4 separate regions of the Sus scrofa genome follow, and all the other regions are linked to region 3. The links are chromatin contacts, called in public HiChIP or PLAC-seq maps. All regions are on one chromosome and are shown on one strand. Each heading gives the region's core, a stretch centred on a gene start, on an enhancer-like site or on the middle of the called end of the contact. The rest is flanking DNA. Distances are from core to core; before and after follow the strand shown.

What was found. HiChIP or PLAC-seq counts read pairs in DNA pulled down with a chosen protein or histone mark.
Region 1: a contact with region 3 is called in an H3K27ac HiChIP or PLAC-seq map of skeletal muscle, with 3 times the contacts expected there. The contact joins two enhancer-like sites. A contact is called at or near these places in 1 of 47 Hi-C or Micro-C datasets (skeletal muscle) and 1 of 2 datasets of contacts at active chromatin or transcription factors (skeletal muscle).
Region 2: an H3K27ac HiChIP or PLAC-seq map of skeletal muscle shows a contact between it and region 3. The contact joins two enhancer-like sites. A contact is called at or near these places in 13 of 47 Hi-C or Micro-C datasets (alveolar macrophages, embryonic fibroblasts, epiblast stem cells and 8 more) and 1 of 2 datasets of contacts at active chromatin or transcription factors (skeletal muscle).
Region 4: an H3K27ac HiChIP or PLAC-seq map of skeletal muscle shows a contact between it and region 3, with 5 times the contacts expected there. The contact joins two enhancer-like sites. A contact is called at or near these places in 8 of 47 Hi-C or Micro-C datasets (embryonic fibroblasts, epiblast stem cells, fibroblasts and 3 more) and 2 of 2 datasets of contacts at active chromatin or transcription factors (alveolar macrophages and skeletal muscle).

What each region holds. Positions count from the first base shown.
Region 1 is chrX:90,170,401-90,173,100 of Sscrofa11.1, reverse strand. The region is part of intron 1 of TMEM164 (transmembrane protein 164); the gene reads right to left. Among named protein-coding and RNA genes, the nearest start is that of MIR652, 5.2 kb to the right of the region's middle. Within about 2 kb of position 1,355, at least 1 of the 83 cell types and tissues checked has an H3K27ac peak or open chromatin away from gene starts, as enhancers often do. A contact at or near this core is called in skeletal muscle, where this site is marked.
Region 2 is chrX:90,233,107-90,235,806 of Sscrofa11.1, reverse strand. The region is part of intron 3 of TMEM164 (transmembrane protein 164); the gene reads right to left. Among named protein-coding and RNA genes, the nearest start is that of MIR652, 68 kb to the right of the region's middle. Within about 2 kb of position 1,411, at least 8 of the 83 cell types and tissues checked have an H3K27ac peak or open chromatin away from gene starts, as enhancers often do. A contact at or near this core is called in skeletal muscle, where this site is marked.
Region 3 is chrX:90,018,981-90,021,680 of Sscrofa11.1, reverse strand. No RefSeq gene overlaps it. Among named protein-coding and RNA genes, the nearest start is that of TMEM164, 85 kb to the left of the region's middle. Within about 2 kb of position 1,345, at least 7 of the 83 cell types and tissues checked have an H3K27ac peak or open chromatin away from gene starts, as enhancers often do. A contact at or near this core is called in skeletal muscle, where this site is marked.
Region 4 is chrX:90,251,619-90,254,318 of Sscrofa11.1, reverse strand. TMEM164 (transmembrane protein 164) reads right to left here. Exons shown (of 6, transcript XM_021080004.1): 4 at 331-409. Among named protein-coding and RNA genes, the nearest start is that of MIR652, 86 kb to the right of the region's middle. Within about 2 kb of position 1,423, at least 7 of the 83 cell types and tissues checked have an H3K27ac peak or open chromatin away from gene starts, as enhancers often do. A contact at or near this core is called in skeletal muscle, where this site is marked.

The DNA of each region.
Region 1 (2,700 bases), core at 106-2,605, 150 kb before region 3:
ATATTTTCTAGGGCCGCACCTGCGGCATGTGGAGGTTCCCAGGCTAAGGGTCCACCAGCCTACACCAGAGCCACAGCAATGCCAGATCCGAGCCACGTCTGTGACCTACACCACAGCTCATGGCAACGCTGGATCCTTAACCCACTGAGTGAGGCCAGGGACCAAACCTGCAACCTCATGGTTCCTAGTCAGATTCGTTAACCACTGAGCCATGACGGGAACTCCTAATATTTTAAAATTGTAAATCTCTAATATCAAGAAATTTTATCATTGCTAATCATACTCATGCTTCCAGAATGGGCTTCTCATCTGTCTTCTTTAGGCTACCTCATATTTACTCTTCAAATTACAAAAGAAAGCACCATTTCCTATATCCTCTCATTAATTCCTTCTGTTTATCTCTTTCTGAGAAATGACTATTCTTGTCAATATAAGGAGCCTTCTCTCATGAATTTAGATGAAAGGGAAATTAGAGTACCTACTAAGAAATTTCTTAGGCTTCGAAATCAACATACAATGGATTTAAAAGATTGCAAATTCATTTCAAATCCAGAATGTCCCCAGACCTGAAAGACCAGACTGTAACCTGCCTGAATTATACCCAAAGAATGAGGTTGGCCGATCATTGAGGAATAGAATAAGGACAGTAACAAAGGCGTATATATTTGGCAGTATCCACATCTAAGCACCACCCAGGGACCAGAGAACCCTAGCTTATGAACATCAAGTTTTCTGGTCCCATTGCCAAATTCATCCCTATTAAGATGGAAGCAGGACAGGTAGCATCGCTAAGTGGGTAAGCTGATAGACTTTAGAGTTAAGACAGATTTTAGACCACATGCTGGCTCTGCCACTCACCAGCACAGTAACCTCGGACATGAGATTGTCGGAATCTTCACCTCGAAAATAGGAATAAAAATAGTGCCTATGTCTCACGAGGCTTTGGAGAGGATCAAATGAGATAAAGCAAGCAAAGTCCTTGGCACAATGTCTAGCACATAGCTAGCACGCAATACATAGCAGCTATAATTATTCTGCTCTTGAAAGAAAACGTCATCCCTACTGTGAGCTGTACCAGCAAGGGCTCATACCAAACTTCCAATTCCTCTGCCTGCACTTGTTCTATTTCCATGTCTGCATAATAAATGTGCTAGTATATTACTTGGCTTCCCAGGTGCAGCTGCCTACAAGGAGAGTATTCTAAACACCTGAGGCTCAGTTTCCTCATCTGTCAAATGGGGATTACATTAGTACTAACTCATATTGTGGATGCGAGGACTGAAGGTTTGAAGCACTTAGTTCAGTGCCTGGCACATTGTAAGGAATAACCCAAGTACGAGCTATGCATAGTATCGTCCTTCCTGGATGTCCTTTCTGTTCGCCTCTCAAATTGCATCCAGGCCCATAGCAAGTTCTATCTCCCCAACAGAGCCTTCTCCAATAAATCCAGGTAACACCCCTCTTTTTTTTTTTTTTTTTTTTTTTTTTTTTTTTTTTTTTGCCAATGGCCCGTACAACTCATTAGGTACTCAGGTTTTATTTAATTTGGGATATTAAATGGCTCCCTATGGTTGCACATAGTGCTATAATAGACTGAGAGCTAGCATCTGATTATCAATTGTTCCCTCCTGATGAATCTTAAATCAGCATTGGTGAGTCACTGAAAAAGTCCACCGTTGTTTGTAGGGCAATCAAGGAAGGCCCTCAACAACGCTGTATTTCCCGCTATGTCTCAGATGTTCACCCTGAACTTGAGTTTCTACATTCTAAATGGAAAAGAATAATAGTACTTGCCTCCAAGGTCTTAAACTCAACCGTTGTTTCAAGGTAGGTAACAAATGCTTTCTGGGTGTTTCCATCTGGATGTCACGCAGGTGTCTCCGACCTGACATGCCTAAATCTCAACTTGCCATTTTCTTTCCTTAACCTCTTCCCTAACTGTTCCCTCAAAAATTGGGAGATAAGGGACAGCTCTTCCAACAGAATTCCAACTGATGAAGGCAAAAGAAGGCATGCGGGAAACACTAGGCAGTGCTGTGGCAATACTTGCTATAGGACAGAACCGGTGATAGATGCTGACGAGTAGTGAAAAGAATAGCATTGTTGCATGGAGAGTATTTGTCAATTACAAAGGGAAAACAACAACTTTATGGTGGAGAAATCTGACAGGCACCACCTTAACCAAATGCCCAAGGTTAAGGTCACCAGTCATAATGCATATCATCATGTACCCCTGATATGATGCACCAAGAAGGGGACAGCATCACTTGCCCAAATTACCCAAATGCAATCATGAAAAAAGTCAAACAGGTTTAAAGAAGGAGTATTTTACAAACTAACTGACCAGCACTCTTCGATATTAACAAGAAAATGAAAGATGGAGCCTGAGGAATTGTCACGGATGGAGAAGACTACGAGGACATAACAACAAATGCAATGTGGGATCCTGGAATAGACAAAGGACATTTGTGGAAAAACTCGTGAATTCAGAATAAAGTCTATTAGTTCAAGTACCCATGCTAATTTCTCAGTTTTAGGAATTTTACCATGGTTATACAAGACGTAGACATTAGAAGTTGAAGGAAGGGTACGCAGAAATTCTCCGTACTATCTTTACAACTCTTCTGTAAATCAAAAATCATTTTAAAACACAAAGTTTTTACAAACTACTGTATATAAAATAAATAAGGACCTATTGAA
Region 2 (2,700 bases), core at 162-2,661, 210 kb before region 3:
AAAAGATACTGATTGACTCTAGATCTGGGTAGGTATTTACGTCAACTCTGGTAGAATAACAACAACAACAAAAAAAAAAAACAGTAACTGAAATAGTGTGTATAATGTCTAAACCAGTAAAGGGAAAGTAGAACAATAAGGAAATATCCAATAAATCCCCCAAAAAGGCTAGACTGAAGGACAAAAAAATGTTCCAACCGGGAGTTTACAACAGACCAAGTGACACCCAGCAGTCACACAGTCACATCTATGCTAAGAAGCAGGCTCTTCTGTGTGGGACGAGTGGAGGCTCACACCCTGCCCAATGCCCCTCATGAACAGGGTCCCTGGAGAAACAAACTCCTCATGCAAGGCCTGGGCCCACCAAGCAAATACCACCTTGGGATGGGACACGTCCCTTTGGTCACCAGGGATCAAAAGCATTCCTCCAATTAGTTGAGGCCTATGGGTCTTAGGTTCTGAAGGAAAATGAGTAATTCTGTGCTGAGAAGTCATCTGAATTTTGACACACAAGCTGGTTTGAATGAAGAGTGTACTGGTGGAGTTCCCGTTGTGGCCCAGGGGTAATGAAACCAACCAGTATCCATGAGGATGTGGGTTTGATACCTGGCCTCGCTCAGTGGGTTAAAGATCCGGCGTTGCCATGAGCTGAGGCGTAGGTCACAAATGCAGCTTGGATCCTGTGTTGCTGTGGCTGTGGTACAGGCCTGCAGCTCCACCTCCAGTTCTACCCCTCTCCTGGGACCCTGCATATGCTGCAGGTGCAGCCCTAAAAAGACCAAAAAAAAAAAAGTATACTGGGTTTTTAGGAATGTACTTTTAGCACATCAATGGATGACGGGCTCACACAGGGCTGAGTCCAGAAATGCCTGGCTGCTTTCCTAAGAGGCATGAGTGCACCCAGCATAAGCCATCATAGACAGGGTCCCTGGATTCTCTCTCTAGGGCAGCCTGCTGTCACAGGACAGGTATTTGATTTGTGCTGTGGGTATTCCACGTATTGGAGCCGATTGATGGGAACGCTGTCTATCCCCTGACCAGAGAAGGCTCCCCCACATTCTGGCTGGAGCGTGGAGAGCCTTGCTCTCCTGCTACCCTGGTCTCCCTGTTCCTTTTTCCCTGCTGGCACTGGTACCATAGGGAAGGGGAAGTAAAATTTAAACACCTCTGGAAGGACTGTTCTTGCCTAAGGGCCTACTCAAGTTAAAGGAAAAAGAATCCCTTGATTCCACCTTGGAAGTGAGTTTAATCTTTAACCACACTAAAACACCCTGCCAGGATAAAGTTCCAGATGGCATTTTCTCATGGACAGCTCTGTCCCTGCATCGGCCAGCAGCAACCCTCACCAGCCCCTGCTCCATAGGGCAAGTCGCCATCCTTTTGCTCAAAGCTGGAAAGAGAACAGGGCCCTTCCCTTTGGCCCAAGTTGCAGCTGATCTCTGGCCCAGTTTGGAGACTGGGAAATAGCAGTTACCTACCGTGAATGTGGTCTGAGGCCCAAATGGGAGGGGCCCCATTCTTTCAACACTGTCTAGATCACCTACAAATCGGCCTTCTTTCTCATCAGTCACGTCTTGAATACCCACTTTCTCGAGAACCTTGTGTCCTCACATTCTTCACACACACACCCCCCTAAAGCCTTCCTCATCAATTCCTGTTTCCATTGGTTGTGTTTCAATGTGCCTTGAGAAAGTGGAACTGGAGAGCAGTAGTTAACATCTACTTGGAAATGCATTCTGGAAATCAGAAAGCCATGGATCAACCTCATTCTCAGCTGAAGATGTCCTGATGGCTCCTGGAGCCAAGAGTCTATACCTGTCACAGAGCAGGAGCTGCTGTGAGTCCTGAGTTGAAGGTTCCTCCTGTTCTAAGACTCACTGCCCGTGGTGCTGTTGGGGTGGGGGTGGGGGGCTCTGGATCAGCAGGGTGGGGGGAGCAGCATTCCCTCTACCCTTCTGTCAGCCCAACCAGGCAGCCTATGAGTCAGATCAGAAGCAGGGAAGGACCAGGCAGCTTCTGAAAAATTCACCATCTTCTCTTCCTCTTCATTCACCCTCCAAACAGCCATCTCTAAGTGGCTGTCATCTTAGAAAAACAAACTCCTTGGCCTATATGGACATGTTCCCTTTCTTTAGAACACCACCCCTGACCCCACCCCCATCCCCACCTATTTCAGGCGAACATAATTTACAATTCCCAGAAATGCCTGAGGAGCAGTGCACACGCTTCTGGTGCCAAGCCTGACCGGTTTTACAGATTTTCATTTAGCAGGTGTCTGTTGCTAAATCAGTAGCAGCTGCTAATTGCTTTTCCTTCCTCGAAAATTCAGACAGAATAAAACATCTGGTGTTCTCTCACTTTGGGTTAAAATCAGATTCCTTATCATTCCCCCTTTGGGTTCAATTTTTATTAAAAAGCTGTCAGCCGATGGCTGGAACAGGCAGCAGAGAGCAAGGCCGCCCCAGAGGCAGGGGGACGATTCGAATGGCAACCCAGGAGGAGGAGGCTGCGTCTGGTTGCCAGACCTCAAATGCAGACGCAGGGCTGCTCAGGCACCAGTCCCCACAAGGTGGAGCTTTAAGCCCATGACTGCCTAAGTTACTTGGGGCTTTCCTTTCTTCTTTTTTTTTTTTTTCTTTTTTTTTCAGGGCCACACCCATGGCAAATGGAGATTCTCAGGCTAGGGGTCAAATCGGAGCT
Region 3 (2,700 bases), core at 96-2,595:
GGCTGAGGGAAGGTGGGTGTTAAGTGCTCATCTGACTAATCTGTAAATCAGCATGATGCAGCCTGTGCCCAGGTAGTAGGAGGCAAGTTGGAGGCAAGAGCCCCTCCCTGAACAGTGTTGTACAAGTGGAGGTGGTGGGGGGAGCTGTGGGACTCCCCAAGAGGCACAGGGGACATGGCCAGAGGTGGAGGTCAGTGAGAGGGGAAGAGCTGGAGTCAGATATTAAGGCAGGCATCATCCTTCCCCTGACTTTTCCTTCCCTTCCTCCCACCTGCATCCGCTCACCTCTTTTTTCCCACTGCCTCCCCATTTGCCAGGCAGACGGCACAGACCTCTGCTTGGTGCTCCCGAAACACCAAAATAACAATCCCCTCCCCAACTCTGGCCACTCTGCTCCCCATGTGTTCAAAACTGCCTTTTCCCTGAACTGCCAAGCCCATTCTTTCCTTTCTTTCTTCCCCCCCTTTTTTTTTCTTTTTTCTGGCTTATCTAGGGCTGCACCTGCAGCATATGGAGGTTCCCAGGCTAGGGGTCTATTTGGAGCTGTAGACGCCAGCCTACGCCACAGCCATAGCAACGCGGGATCCGAGCCGCATCTGCGACCTACACTACAGCTCACGGCAACGCCGGATCCTTACCCCACTGAGTGAAGCCAGGGATCGAACCCACAACCTCATGATTCTTAGTTGGATTCGTTAACCACTGAGCCACGACGGGAACTCCCTTTCTTTCTTTTTAAGGCTGCACCCTTGGCATATGGAAGTTCCCAGGCTAGGGGTTGAATCAGAGCTGCAGCTGCCGGCCTACGCCACAGCTCAGGGCAACGCCAGATCCTTAACCCACGAAGTGAGGCCAGGGATTCGAACCCGTGTCCTTAAGGTTGCTAGTCAGATTGCTAGTCAGATTCTTAACCCGCTGAGCCACAATAGGAACTCCCTGAGCCCTTTTTTTTTTTTTTTTTTTTTGTCTTTTTGCTATTTCTTTGGGCCGCTCCCGCGGCATATGGAGGTTCCCAGGCTAGGGGTCGAATCAGAGCTGTAGCCACTGGCCTACGCCAGAGCCACAGCCACGCGGGATCCGAGCCACATCTGCAACCTACACCACAGCTCACGGCAACGCCGGATGGTTAACCCACTGAGCAAGGGCAGGGACCGAACCCGCAACCTCATGGTTCCTAGTCGGATTCGTTAACCACTGCGCCACGACGGGAACTCCATTCTAATTGAAGCCCTGAAAGCAGAGCCAGGTCAGAGAAGCAAGAAGGCTGCCTGCGAGCAAGGGCCAAGAGGCAATGGGAGCAGGAGAGTCCTGGAATCCAGCTGGTGTCTGGAGAAGCAGGGCGGGGAGTGGTGGATGGGCTAGTCTGGGCAGCTGCCTGGCTGCTGGATCCAACCCGACTTTCCACAGACCACACAGAGCTCCAGGGAGTGGGGGAGGGGATGCTGCTAGTAAACGCCAGGCTTGCAGAAGGGGGATGGCGAAGGGGCAGTGCAGAGTGTGCCGGAACGGAAAAAACCAACAGAAAGCCCTCTCCCTAGGGGAGCTACCCATTGCTGTGTCTCTTGACTCTGCTTTCCAACAGGGGCACTGTCTGCCTGGCATATGATGTTGCAAGGATCAAAAAATAGCCTCTGGTAACTGCAAGAGGATCTGTTTATAGAGCTCCAGCCCTCACACCACCTGTGAATTCCATGCAGCTAAGCCATCTTTTCGAAAGAACGAATTCGTTCTTTCTCTGCGGGGCTTGCTGGCCACAAGAGGCGGACACTTTCCAGCACTCCCATCCCTCCTCCACCTGCAGGACCACCAGCGCCTCTCACCCCGGGCGTGCCCTCATGCTCCTCCAGCACTGCTTCTTGGCCTCCTCTCAGCAGAGTGGACTTAGTCTCTGTCCCATTCTCTCCGTCGCTTTCGCCCTTTTGCTAAGTAACCCGAACAGTGGTGGCAATCCAAAATCCCTGCCCAAGTCCTGCTGCTGCAGACCTGCTCCCCTTCAGGTTCCTGGAAACCCACATAACGGGGTGCCCCTCCCACGTTAACACGTTTTCATTTTGAAAGGGGAACCCTAGGTTCTTTAACCGCAAAAGTGACTGATAGTGTGAATTTCGGACAGGCCAGAAAGCTATTTTTGAGGCATAGGGGCTTTCTGTTGGCAACCTGTCTCGCTGATCAGTGCTGGCAGCCACAAGCCCTGCCTATGTCTAAGAGCGGCTTGCGCCCTTGGTGTAGGGGTCAGAGATGGGGACAAAGACCTAGTGACTACAGGAGCCAGGTAAGTAAGTGAAATCAATCTAGTGGGTGTGGTGCACTAGTCTTTGCAGCCAACTAGAGAGCACATAGCCATCTGAATTATGAAATAGGGAGACAGGAGGGAAGGGGCAGGGCACGACCTTTAAAAGAATGACAGTGCTGTTGAGAACACGACATCAACTGCTTAGAATTGATTACGCCCAAGATGGCAGAAGATTCAACTTCCAGGAGACCTTGAGCTCACATGTTGTGCACTCAGGGTAGCACATTAGCTAAATGACAGGCCCGCAGGCCTCATCACAGTTCCAAGGCGGACCATAAAAGGGCAAAAAGTGGCCGGTGGCCTGATTCTGAGGAATCCCCGCCCCTTCCCTGAAACAGCCTATGAAACTACCCAGCCCATTAAAAACTCACCAGCCCCAAATTTCAAATGTCAAGCCTCTCACTTGC
Region 4 (2,700 bases), core at 174-2,673, 230 kb before region 3:
AAGTGAGTGACAGAGGGTGTGGGGGGGGGACTCTGTGCAAGCCCCGTGCCATCACAGATGAAGAGCACAAGGCCTGGGCCCGAGGACAGGCTACAAGTAGCACGGAGCCCACCTACACAAAGGGTGGCTCTGCAAAGCCACCAGGTTCTTTGCAGGCCTCATCCAGGCCCACTGCCCCACTGCCTGGTGTCTGGCATCAAACGTGCTGCAGAGACCCAGCCTGGCAGCCCCTTAAGGTCCTGATAGGCACCCAAGAGGTTGTGGGCCCCCCAAGCAGAAGGGAGCGGCTAGGTGTGGGGGTGGCACCCGGGCGGGCTTTGCGGGCCTTACCTCCTTTCCAAAGCAGATAGATGGGCACCACGTAGAGCATAACATGCTGGATGTAGTAAATCTCCAATTCAAAGGGGAGCTGCAAGGACAGGAGGGAGAGAGGTGTTTCAGAGCAGGAAGCACTTGTTTCAATAGATTCTCAAGGTGAATGCCCTCGCTCGACCCCGTGTGCTTCAGCTAGTTCAACTCCCCTCATCATTAGACAAAAACAAATGAAATACACCTATGGCCCAGGCCAGCATCTCCCAAAGTGTATTTTGGGAGATAGGACTTGAAAAATGCTCCACCCAGAAAGTTTGGTTAAAAATGTAACAAATGTTTCATCCCCTTGGAGACCGGCCACCATGTATATCAGCGGCATATTAAGGACCTATGTTGTCTCTACAAGAAGGCTGCTTAACATTTCTTATCTAGAGGAGTTCCCTGGTGGTCTAGCAGTTAGGACTCGGTGCTTTCACTGTTATGGCCTGGGTTCAATCCCTAGTCTGGGAATCCTACATCCTACGTCATGCCCCCGCACCCTGTGACCCGGAAAAAAAAAAAAGAAGAAAAGGTTTATCTACTGTTTCCCAAACTTAGCCAGCGCCTCTGTAAAACATAGCACTTCTGTGTATGTTCTGCAGAATGTGCTTGAGGAAACACAACCTCACACTGCTTCCTGCTCCTGGTGACGGGACTACTTTAAAAGCTTATGTCTCGCCTGACAGGAACAATATATGGGCTAGGATTTATATGGGGTAGGATTTATTATCCCCATTTTTCAGATTTTTTTTAAAAAGTTGACTGCTAGGTCTGGTTAGTTCTAGATCCAAGAATAAAGAGTTTCGCCACTGGATACTTGGGGTCAGGCCAGGGTTAGCCCTACTTTTGGGTGAAGACCAAGCGCCTGGGCCAATTCTGGGACGGCTTGCCAAAAAGAACTTCCCCACCCTCCTTCCACCAACACGCCCACTCATTCACTGGTGTTTCCCATCTCTCTCAAAATGGAAGCTCGAAATTACCAAAGCAGAGCGTGCTTTCAACCTGGCATGGGGACCGCGCCGTAATGCTTGGCAGCGGGTAGAGTGGAAACAGCTGGGAGGCCAACTCAATTCCAGGAAAAGAACTGCAGCAGCTGGCAAGAGGCCTGGCATCCGAGGCTTACACAGCCCTACACACACACACACATTCCCCAAAGGGAAGCCCAGAGTGACAAGGACACCCAGGGCAAGGATCAGCTGCTTCCCTGGGCCCTCCAGGGTGAGCACAGAACTGAAACCAAAAGACTGCGGAGCTCCCAGCCATGGGAGCCTGGATGACCGCAGACCCGGGCCAGAGTCACCTGCTCTGGAGCTTGAAAACAGAAACTCACGCAGAAGGAAAATTTCCCACGGCCCCAGCTGATGCTCGACCATGATTTTATGCTCACGGAAAGAAAGAGCAAAACCAAGAACAAGAAATGAGGGTCCACGCGTCTCCGTAGACCACGTGGACATGACCCGCACCAGGTAACTTTGGAGACCTCACGGTGATGGGGTCTGGGATCACTCCACTAGCTGAAATCTGGGTGCTGCTTTATGCTTTTTCTAACGTCCCCACATCCATGATCTCCTCGGTCCTCTGGAAAACCCCAGGAGGTGGGCAGGTAAAGTATCATTATCCCCATTTGAGAGATGAGGAAAGGCGGGGGTGGCGGCAGGGGAAATGACTTGACACAGAAAGGAGGCAACGTTTCAGGAAGGCCCAGCTCTGTGCCTATATTGCGAATCTTCAGGTACCTAAGGGGCTCGACCGCTCCCTGAATGGGAGCCTGGGCACCCAGGCTGCATTCCTACAGCAGGGAGCAGAGAACCGGGCCGCGGGCACACTGACCCGATCCCAGCCAGGCCCCCACTACCTTTGCTGAACTCTCAGACTCCAGCCGCTTTTGCCCCACACGCTTCTCCCCTCCCCACCACCCTCCTGGAAAGCAAAGTCCCCCATGTGTGCGGCCAGGGAGGCAGTTCAGCATTGCGGCCTCAAGCACGGACTTTGGAGTTTGGCAAATCCCTGCCCTAGATTTGACTCTGAGGCTAAATAGCCCCGTGCCCTCGGGTAAGTCGCTTAACCTCTCCACCCCGGTTTTGGCACCATGTTCCCACGAACTCCATTTTAGAGGTGAGAAATGGAGGCACACAGAAGATGGCTAACTCACCCAAGGGCACATCAGTGACAGAACCAGGCTGCAAACTCCAGGCAGTCCAGCTCTGGAGTTTATCCTCGTAACCTACACGCTCCGCCACCCACCGCCCGCTCCTTCCCTCTGGCAAAGGCCAGACACCTGGGAGCTGCGCAGTGGAGATGCGCAGAGGAGCTGCGCGCGGGAGCTGCGCAGTGGAGAGGAGCCGGCGC